Linked DNA regions of Sus scrofa: regions 1 and 2 are each linked to region 3. A link is a contact called in public Hi-C data. All regions are on one chromosome and are shown on one strand. The core of a region is the stretch at or near the end of the contact, and the rest is flanking DNA. Distances in the headings are between cores, read along the strand shown.

Region 1 (2,700 bases), core at 39-2,538, 45 kb after region 3:
GGCTCCATCCTCTAACCCCCCACCTCTGGGCTCAGGCTACTCTCCTACCAGAGCTGTCTGCAGCCACCAGCCACGCGATCCCCCTGCCCAGCTCCAGCCTGGGTACTCAGATGCCTGCTAGCCTGGGCAGGCCATGAAGGGTGAGGCTCCCTCTGCCAAAAGCTTTTGCATTGATTGCCACTCAGTTTCCTGCAACAAGTATGTATTGGGCAACTCCTCTGTGCCAGGCAGCAGATAGAGTCCCTGCCCTGGCACTCCAATCCAGAGAGCAGAGTTGTATGGGGGCTGGCGTTTGGCTTTTAACCCCAGCCGAGGGGTCTCTACTCCCTTTCCTGCATCCCAGAGATCCTGGAAGCCCAGCTGGCCTCTGAAACTAAGAGCAGAGAAACTCTTGGCAAAATGTTCAGCAAAGATGCCTGTGGCTCCCTGGTTAAAAAAAAAAAAGAAAAAGAAAAAAACAAATGGGGTTGAGGGTGTCTCTCTCTCCCCCTGCAATGTCCGCCCCCCCGGGGGGGGGGGTAGCTGATGGCTGGAGACAGTTGTGGAGCCTGGACTCAGTGGCGCCTGGAAGGGGGCTAGCAGGACAGCCAGTTGATGGGAGTGGGAGGAGTGCGGGATAGAGGTTCAGGTTCACATTCTTGCTCATTAAGGTCCAATTCTCCCCTAAAAGCCCAAGGCAGGGCATTTAGGGAGCTGGAGGGGGCTTCCAGGAAACCCCAATTTGGGAAACAACAGAGAGGAAGTGGCCCAGTTGCAGAATTAGACCCTCGAAGCCCGGGCCTCCGAGAAGAGAAGGAGGGGTTCTCCCCAAACTCCCATCAGAATAGGCCCCATACTGGAAAATTCACCCCTGAATCCACCAGACTTTCTGGGGGCACAGGAAGCCCAGGCGAAAACAAGCTTTGTAGGGTCATGTTACCCTGATTTCCTGGCCCTGTTACCAGAGAGCAGAGGTGGTGAAAGTGCCCCCCTCTTCCTGCCCTGTCCCTCCTATGTTTCTTCACCCCTAAAGCTCACCCTTTGAGATCCCAAGATTAGGGTTCAAGAGAAATTGCACCAGGCGTAGGATAGGCCAGAGCTGACTTGTGGTGTCCTAAACGCCACACTGAAGGCCCTTTAAGGTCTGCCCTCTCCCTCGGTGGAGGGTGGAGAGTGTATCTGGGTTCTCAGACTTTCACTGCCTCCCCTTCCTTAAGCTGCAGCCTCTCACAAAACCGGTTCTGCCTTCTGCGGTCCCCACGTTTTTCACCTCTTTCCCCCTTAACTATCTGTTCCCGGTCCCCATCTCCTACCTTCTGCCTCCTCTCCCGGGAGGCTTCCTAGGCTCTGTTCACCCCTTGGTAACTCCAGCCCTCCGTGAAGCAAAGAACTCTGGTTTCCTAGATGGCCAGATACAGCCTCTGAGGTGGCCCTCTGAAAACATTTCCGTGAACAAGTCTCTCCCAGCCCCTGCATATAAATATGCCTGAACAGAGACAGACTGGCCTAAGCCCCAGGACACACACATCATGAGATAATTACACCCTTATATACATACAGATATCCCTACAGAGTTATACGCACAAGGGTCTATAACTCTAGCAAGATAGCAGCATGTACATATAGGACTATAATTACTTATGTCTATTTTTATAACTATGTCATTATAAATAGATATGCCTATATATAGTGATAATAATATAGAAACAACTCCATAGCCATATAGGGCGCTAAGTGAATGCTCTAACTACTCTATATCACAATCAATAAGTATATATCTCCTGATACATAATTTCCACGATATGCATTTATCTATATAGCTGCTCAGAGCTATAAATCTGTCAGGATATCAAATGTCCATAAAGCTGGATGGCTATAAGAGAGTCATATATTTTCCCATATATAAATCTGCTCCTATAACTATTGTATATGCACAAATACAATGGAAATAATTATATTTCCCTCGAGCATAAATCTGTACATACAACCGCAGCACATTTAGATATGGTTAGAGATAGAGCAATATTTTCTAGACATCAGTCTGTCAATAGAGCCACCAGTGCCTCCAAACAGAGAGAGTTATAGTGGGAGTTATAAATAAACTCTCCAGATGTGAAGGGATCTGCAGAACTAGATATAAACAGGGCTCTAGCCAACCTTTCTTCCTCTCCTTCTTTGTAAGATATTCCTGATGAGAGCACGGGTCACAAATGACAAGAAGAAGAGGTGCCTGGGCCCTGCTATTTTCCACCCAAAGAGGGCTGGAGGTCGCTGAAGTTTGGGAAACCAGGCAGGAGTTGGTGGGGGGCGGCCCAGAAGCCCCTTCCGTGTCAGTCTCCTGGTGGCGGCTGAGAGCTCGGGCAAGGGGAGAGGCCTAGGGGAGAAAAAATGAAGCAGAAGCTGGCTTGAGTCATTGTCCCTCGTCGTAGGCCCCAAATCCTCGCACCAGGGAAGCCCCCGGCCCGCCGGGCATCGGAGCCGCCGAGAGAGCAGAAAGGGCGCGGCGGCTGCTGGGGAGAAGGGGACCGCAGGCCGGGCCCGGGAGGCTGAAACCGAGCGAGGTCGCCAGCCGATGCCCAGCCCGCCCGGCGCAGAGCCCTATCGCCCTGGGCAGCTGCCTCGTCGGCGGCAGCCTGGAACCCAAACGCGGGCCCTCTCCGCGCGCCCCGCGCTCAGCGCTTGGACCGCTGCTCTTTTTATTGTTATTTTGCCCGATTGGTT
Region 2 (2,700 bases), core at 116-2,615, 33 kb before region 3:
CATATCCTACAATCTCTGGGACACCTCTCTCTAGCCCTTCTTCTCCCCAGAGGAGACAAGTTGACAGAGATGCAGGAAAAAAAAAAGCAGCCTCCACCCCCACCCCTGGCGTTTGGTCCCCTCCTGGGGACAGGAGTGGGAAAGAAGGGCAGGCAGGCATCTCGGGTCTGGGAAGACTTGCCCTTCCCTGCTGCCTCAGAGCCTGTGTCTAAGCCTCAGCGCCTGCCTCTTTCCCCTAGCGCAAATTAGACTCTTCCCTGCTGACCCTGAAATTGCACCCCTCCTTCAAACTCCCTCCACCATGCCCAGGGCGCATCTGTCTCTGGGGACATCACCTGCCCTTCTCCCCCGCCCCCAGCCAACTTCCCTGACCCCTCTCTTGCACCTACACTGAGAATGTCCTGCTTGCCCAAAGCCCACCTTTGCTAAACCACCACGGGACAGTCTGCTAGAAAGCAGAGGGCTGGGCAGCGAACCCCAAATTCAAGGAGGAGGGTAGCAACCAACTTATTGGGGGGAGGAATCCAAGTTGTGTGATCGTCCCCACAATCACACTGCCCCCTCCAGAATTCCTGCATCTGACTCCAAAGAAATTGCTCTCTCCCATTCCTCTGTAGCTTTTTTCCCGTTCCAAAAACAGCCTACAATTTTATTTAATGAAAGACACATTTATGAACAATCAAATGATCCTCATAAAATTTTTATTGAAGGACGTAAAAACAAGCTACTTGCCCACGACCGAGGTCGCTCTTTCGCCTTGCCCGCTCTCACCCTGGCTCTCTGCAGACAGAGCCCGCGAGCGACTTCTTTTTTCAAGTGGGGGGGCAGGAGGTCTCAGAGATGGAGTTGGGGGCAGAGGAGGGTGAACAGGAAGACAGGATGGGTACGCCCCACTGAAGTTGTGTAGATCTCTCCTCCACTTCTTCAGGCTGGCAAAGAAAGATAAATAGATATAGACAATAAATTTAAAATACAGGCGTTTGCATGTCTGTGCCAAAGCAAAGAGAGGACTTCTGGTGACAAAGGTGGATGAGGTCCCAAGGTCCTACCCCTCCCACCCGTGGACCACCTTCCCCAAGCTTCCCCTGCCCCAGATTTGGGGGGCTGAGTTGGCCAGTGGCAGAAGGACGCTCCCCTTCCCTCCTTCCCTCCCTCCACCCCAGCTTCCCCAGTCCCCTCCCACTCTCCCTCCCTCGCTGCTGCTGCAGCTCCTGAAAGAAATACATACATACACACTATTTAAAAACGCATTTTTAAAAGCCACGTTCCGAACTGACAATCGCTGATCTCGGCTCGCGCAGAGACTGCGGGAGCGTCGGGGCCGACAGAGACGGATTACGTCAAGAAATAGTTCCTCCACCTACCTCGCCGGGTCTCTCCGCCCCTGCGGGGCTCCCGCGCCCAGCTCGGCCCCGGGGGTCCCGGAACCCTGGCTTCGGGGACTGGCATTTTCACCCCATTAAGAAATCCTCCCGGGGGTGGGGGCGGAGGCCATCTGCCTATGGGTGGACCTGGGCCAGGGGCTGCTCTGCTGAGATGCGAGTTGTCCTGAGGGGGTGGCCGGGTCCTTGGGTCCAGAGTTGCGGACCCCCAGGAAAACGCAGGTCGCGGGGATCAGCAGAGAGAAGGGGGTGGGAGAAGGGAGGGAAAAAAAAAAAAAAAAGCCAGGAAAAAAAGCCCCTGCGCATTGATCCGCGCCGTATTTTTGGGTAAATACGATCACGTGGGGGCCGGGGAGCCAATGAGCTGCGGGGAAAAGGCTGGAAAAATAATTACCTGCCTTGATTGTTCTGTGAGCAGATAAAAAGTACATATACAGTTCATACAATAATCTTATGTATGTAAAACCCTGTTACGATGTCGGCGACGGGGCCCATCAGTAACTATTACGTGGACTCGCTCATCTCTCACGACAATGAAGACCTCCTAGCGTCCAGGTTTCCGGCCACGGGGGCTCACCCCGCCGCCGCCAGACCCAGCGGTTTGGTGCCGGACTGTAGCGATTTTCCGTCCTGTAGCTTCGCGCCCAAGCCGGCCGTGTTCAGCACGTCGTGGGCGCCCGTGCCCTCGCAGTCGTCCGTGGTCTACCACCCGTACGGCCCCCAGCCCCACCTCGGCGCCGACACGCGCTACATGCGGACTTGGCTCGAGCCGCTGTCCGGCGCCGTCTCCTTCCCCAGCTTCCCGGCCGGGGGCCGTCACTACGCCCTCAAGCCGGACGCCTACCCCGGGCGCCGCGCCGACTGCGGCCCGGGCGACGGCCGCAGCTACCCGGACTACATGTACGGCTCGCCCGGGGAGCTGCGCGACCGCGCCCCGCAGACCCTGCCCTCGCCCGAGGCGGACGCCCTCGCCGGCAGCAAGCACAAAGAGGAGAAGGCCGACCTGGACCCCAGTAAGTTGGGAGCAATTTTCCTTTACAACCCGCGCGGGAGGGGAGGAGAGGACGGGCGGGAGGGGGGAGCCGGATTACAGCCCCTCGGAGCGGTGCAGGGAGCGCGGGAGAGGGGCGAGGGCGAGGGGGCGAGGACTCAATAAAAGCGAATTACCTTGGGGAGCTTTCAGGGGCAGGAAGGTCTGAGAAGGGGGCCCAGGGAGCCAGGTTGGGAGAGGGCTGAGGGGGCTCCTCTCTTAGGAGCTGGCTTTGATGAGAGCCCCCCCACCCCACCCACACACACCCCCGGCCCAGGCTTTTTGGCT
Region 3 (2,700 bases), core at 105-2,604:
AGAAGCAGGCAGGAAAGAATCAGACTTGGGGCTAGGGAAGGGGTCAGAAAGGCTGTGGGAGCCCCTTGTCGCAGCCTGTAAAGGTGGCCCAGGCACCTGCCCTGCCCACCCCCAGCCCTGTCGGCCCTAGCCAGGTCCTTTCTGCACCTCCAAAGAGCTCAGAAATTGCTCTCCTGTGACACCCTTCTGGGTCCAGGTCCCTAGAAAGCCTGGTTCAGAGGCCTTTTCCCCCAAAGGCACAAAACAGGCCTCTTCCTCTGTCCTGTTCTTGTCACATTTGTGGAGGCCTGGATTTTGCTTCTCCAGGCTGTCAGTTAACATCTATTTTCCATGCAAAATACCTGGCATAGGTACCACATGAGGGTCATACACAGGGATGCAGAGCAGTTCCCCAGCCCATGGTGTCTCTGTTTCTTTAGCCACCCAGCTACCTCTGCCACCCACCCCTGCCACCCACCCAAATTGAAAATTGCCTTGTTGCCACTCTGGACTCCCTGGCTTGATGAGGAGGCCTAGTCATCTTCCCCTGGCTCCTCACCTCCAGGCTCATCCCAGAGGCCCCAGCACTCTTGTCCTCTCTAGTTCTGCCTACCCAGGACCCCTCCTCCTGGGGATCCTGTCTACCACTCCAGAGGCTGGGTTCACTTTCCCAAGCTGACAGGCAACCCCTTCAGCAGTAACAGGGCCCTGGGGCCTCCAAGGGAAGGGATCCCCACCCTTGGTTTAGCAAACCTGAGATAAACCCCCTCCAGCCAGGGCAGGGGGGCCTCCCTACCCCAAACCCCTTCCTTCAGCCATTTTGAACACTGAAAGACCTTGAGGTTCTGGAGGACAGGGCTATCTGTTACCAAAAAAACCTCTCTGTACATCCTAGTGAAGCTTCATCTCCCCTTAAAATTAAATATAATTTAAAAGGCCATTTCAGGGGTTTGTTGCATCAACACCCAGCCTCTTCACAGGAGAAAAAGCCAAGGCCTGAAGGCCAGCCAGAGAGCCAGGCTGCAATTCCTCGAAGTAGGCACCAGGTGTCGCTGTGGGCTCGTTGTCCCGGCTACCCCCCAATTCCAAGAACCATTTTTTTTTTCCTCCCCCTTCTCTCCCTTTCTCTCTCTCTCTCTCTCTCTCTCTCTCTCTCTCTCACTCTCACTCCCTCACCCCCTTGGTTGGGCTTTGCCAACATATCAAGATGCGTTTCGCCGGCTTCCATCACTAACCTCCCGGAGGTCATCAAGCCAAATTTATGAGTGGCCGCTCGAGTCACGTGACTCTATTTAAGGCTCCCTTATTTGGGAAGAGCGCATAGGATAAAGAAAGAGATATCTCCACCTATAAATTGTGCACTTTGGAGAACAAAAAACCCCTCAACTTCAAAGAGTCACAAATCACCCTTAATCAAAAAGGGTGCAGAAATTTTTTTTGGGCCCTCCCCGCCATGAGCTCCTACGTAGCCAATTCATTCTATAAGCAGAGCCCCAATATCCCTGCCTATAACATGCAAACTTGTGGGAACTATGGATCGGCCTCAGAGGTGCAGGCATCCAGGTACTGCTACGGCGGATTGGACTTAAGCATCACTTTCCCACCGCCTGCGCCTTCCAACTCTCTCCACGGGGTAGACATGGCTGCCAACCCCCGGGCTCACCCCGACCGCCCCGCCTGCAGCGCCGCGGCCGCTCCGGGACACGCTCTGGGCAGAGATGAAGCGGCTCCTCTGAACCCCGGGATGTACAGTCAGAAGGCGGCTCGCCCAGCGCTGGAGGAGCGAGCTAAGAGCAGTGGGGAGATCAAAGAGGAGCAGGCGCAGACAGGGCAGCCCGCCGGACTGAGCCAGCCACCGGCCCCGCCACAGATTTACCCGTGGATGACCAAACTGCACATGAGCCACGGTAAACTTTAGGACTTCATTTTGCGCGCTCGGGTCCGCCTGGGTTTTATAGGCCATGCGGGGCAAATAAAGAAAAAAAACCTGCGGCCATAAATTTTACGATCCAGGCATCAATGGCTCGTAAAACTGTCCACTAAAAGGCTTAGAGGCTGTGTGCGCCCAAATTTACGACGACATAATTGGATCATAGGAACAAAACGTGTATAAAAGGCAATATTCAATTTTTGGGGGAGAGGGAGGGAGTTAAAAAAATAGAGGGATCTGAAGGGTGAGGAGCGCGGGGCTCCAGAGCGGGGATCCCCCCGCGGTCCCTCCTCCCTCCCCTGCGGAGCCGGCTCGGCCGCCGCTTGCCGCTCCGGAGGATTCCAGCGACTCGGGAGGGGCGGGAGGGGGCTCCCCGGTGCTCGGATCTCGAGGGTGCTTATTGTTCGGTCCGAGCCTGGGTCTCCCTCTCCCCCCCACCCCCTCAGCCCCTCCGGCTGCTGAGTGAAGGCTGCGGCGGAAAGTTTCCTGCCTGGGCGGAGGCGCCTCTCCCCGGGCCAGGCTGGGCTGGGCCGGGCCCGCCTGCGGCCCGCCGGGCCTGTCCTGCCCTGCTCGCCTCGTCTCCCTCTGGCCGCGGGTGGGGGCCTGGGCTGGGACCGGGACGCTGGGGCGCTGCACGCTATTCACCCCTTCCTGGCTTGGGGGGTTTATGTTCCAGAGACGGACGGCAAGCGGTCCCGAACCAGTTACACGCGCTACCAGACTCTGGAACTGGAAAAAGAATTCCACTTTAACCGCTACCTCACTCGCCGCAGGCGCATAGAAATCGCCAA

Evidence for each region. A called contact is a pair of places that touch in the nucleus more often than the background predicts.
Region 1: a contact with region 3 is called in a Hi-C map of retroperitoneal adipose tissue, with 1.7 times the contacts expected there. The contact joins the enhancer-like site here to the promoter of HOXC5 in region 3. A contact is called at or near these places in 8 of 47 Hi-C or Micro-C datasets (adipose tissue, embryonic fibroblasts, epiblast stem cells and 4 more) and 1 of 2 datasets of contacts at active chromatin or transcription factors (skeletal muscle).
Region 2: a Hi-C map of skeletal muscle shows a contact between it and region 3, with 4 times the contacts expected there. The contact joins the promoter of HOXC9 here to the promoter of HOXC5 in region 3. A contact is called at or near these places in 10 of 47 Hi-C or Micro-C datasets (embryonic fibroblasts, fetal skeletal muscle, liver and 3 more) and 1 of 2 datasets of contacts at active chromatin or transcription factors (skeletal muscle).

What each region holds. Positions count from the first base shown.
Region 1 is chr5:19,289,708-19,292,407 of Sscrofa11.1, forward strand. LOC102159203 (a long non-coding RNA gene) reads right to left here. Exons shown (of 2, transcript XR_303394.3): 2 at 1,846-2,353. Among named protein-coding and RNA genes, the nearest start is that of HOXC4, 41 kb to the left of the region's middle. Within about 2 kb of position 1,289, at least 6 of the 83 cell types and tissues checked have an H3K27ac peak or open chromatin away from gene starts, as enhancers often do. A contact at or near this core is called in retroperitoneal adipose tissue and subcutaneous adipose tissue, where this site is marked.
Region 2 is chr5:19,211,125-19,213,824 of Sscrofa11.1, forward strand. HOXC9 (homeobox protein Hox-C9) reads left to right here and starts at 1,366. Exons shown (of 2, transcript XM_021091731.1): 1 at 1,366-2,395. The coding sequence starts at 1,858.
Region 3 is chr5:19,244,503-19,247,202 of Sscrofa11.1, forward strand. It overlaps HOXC5 (homeobox protein Hox-C5), which reads left to right and starts at 1,355. Exons shown (of 2, transcript XM_003126202.3): 1 at 1,355-1,886; 2 at 2,586-2,700. The coding sequence starts at 1,433. MIR615 (microRNA 615) reads left to right here and starts at 2,261; the gene lies at 2,261-2,348.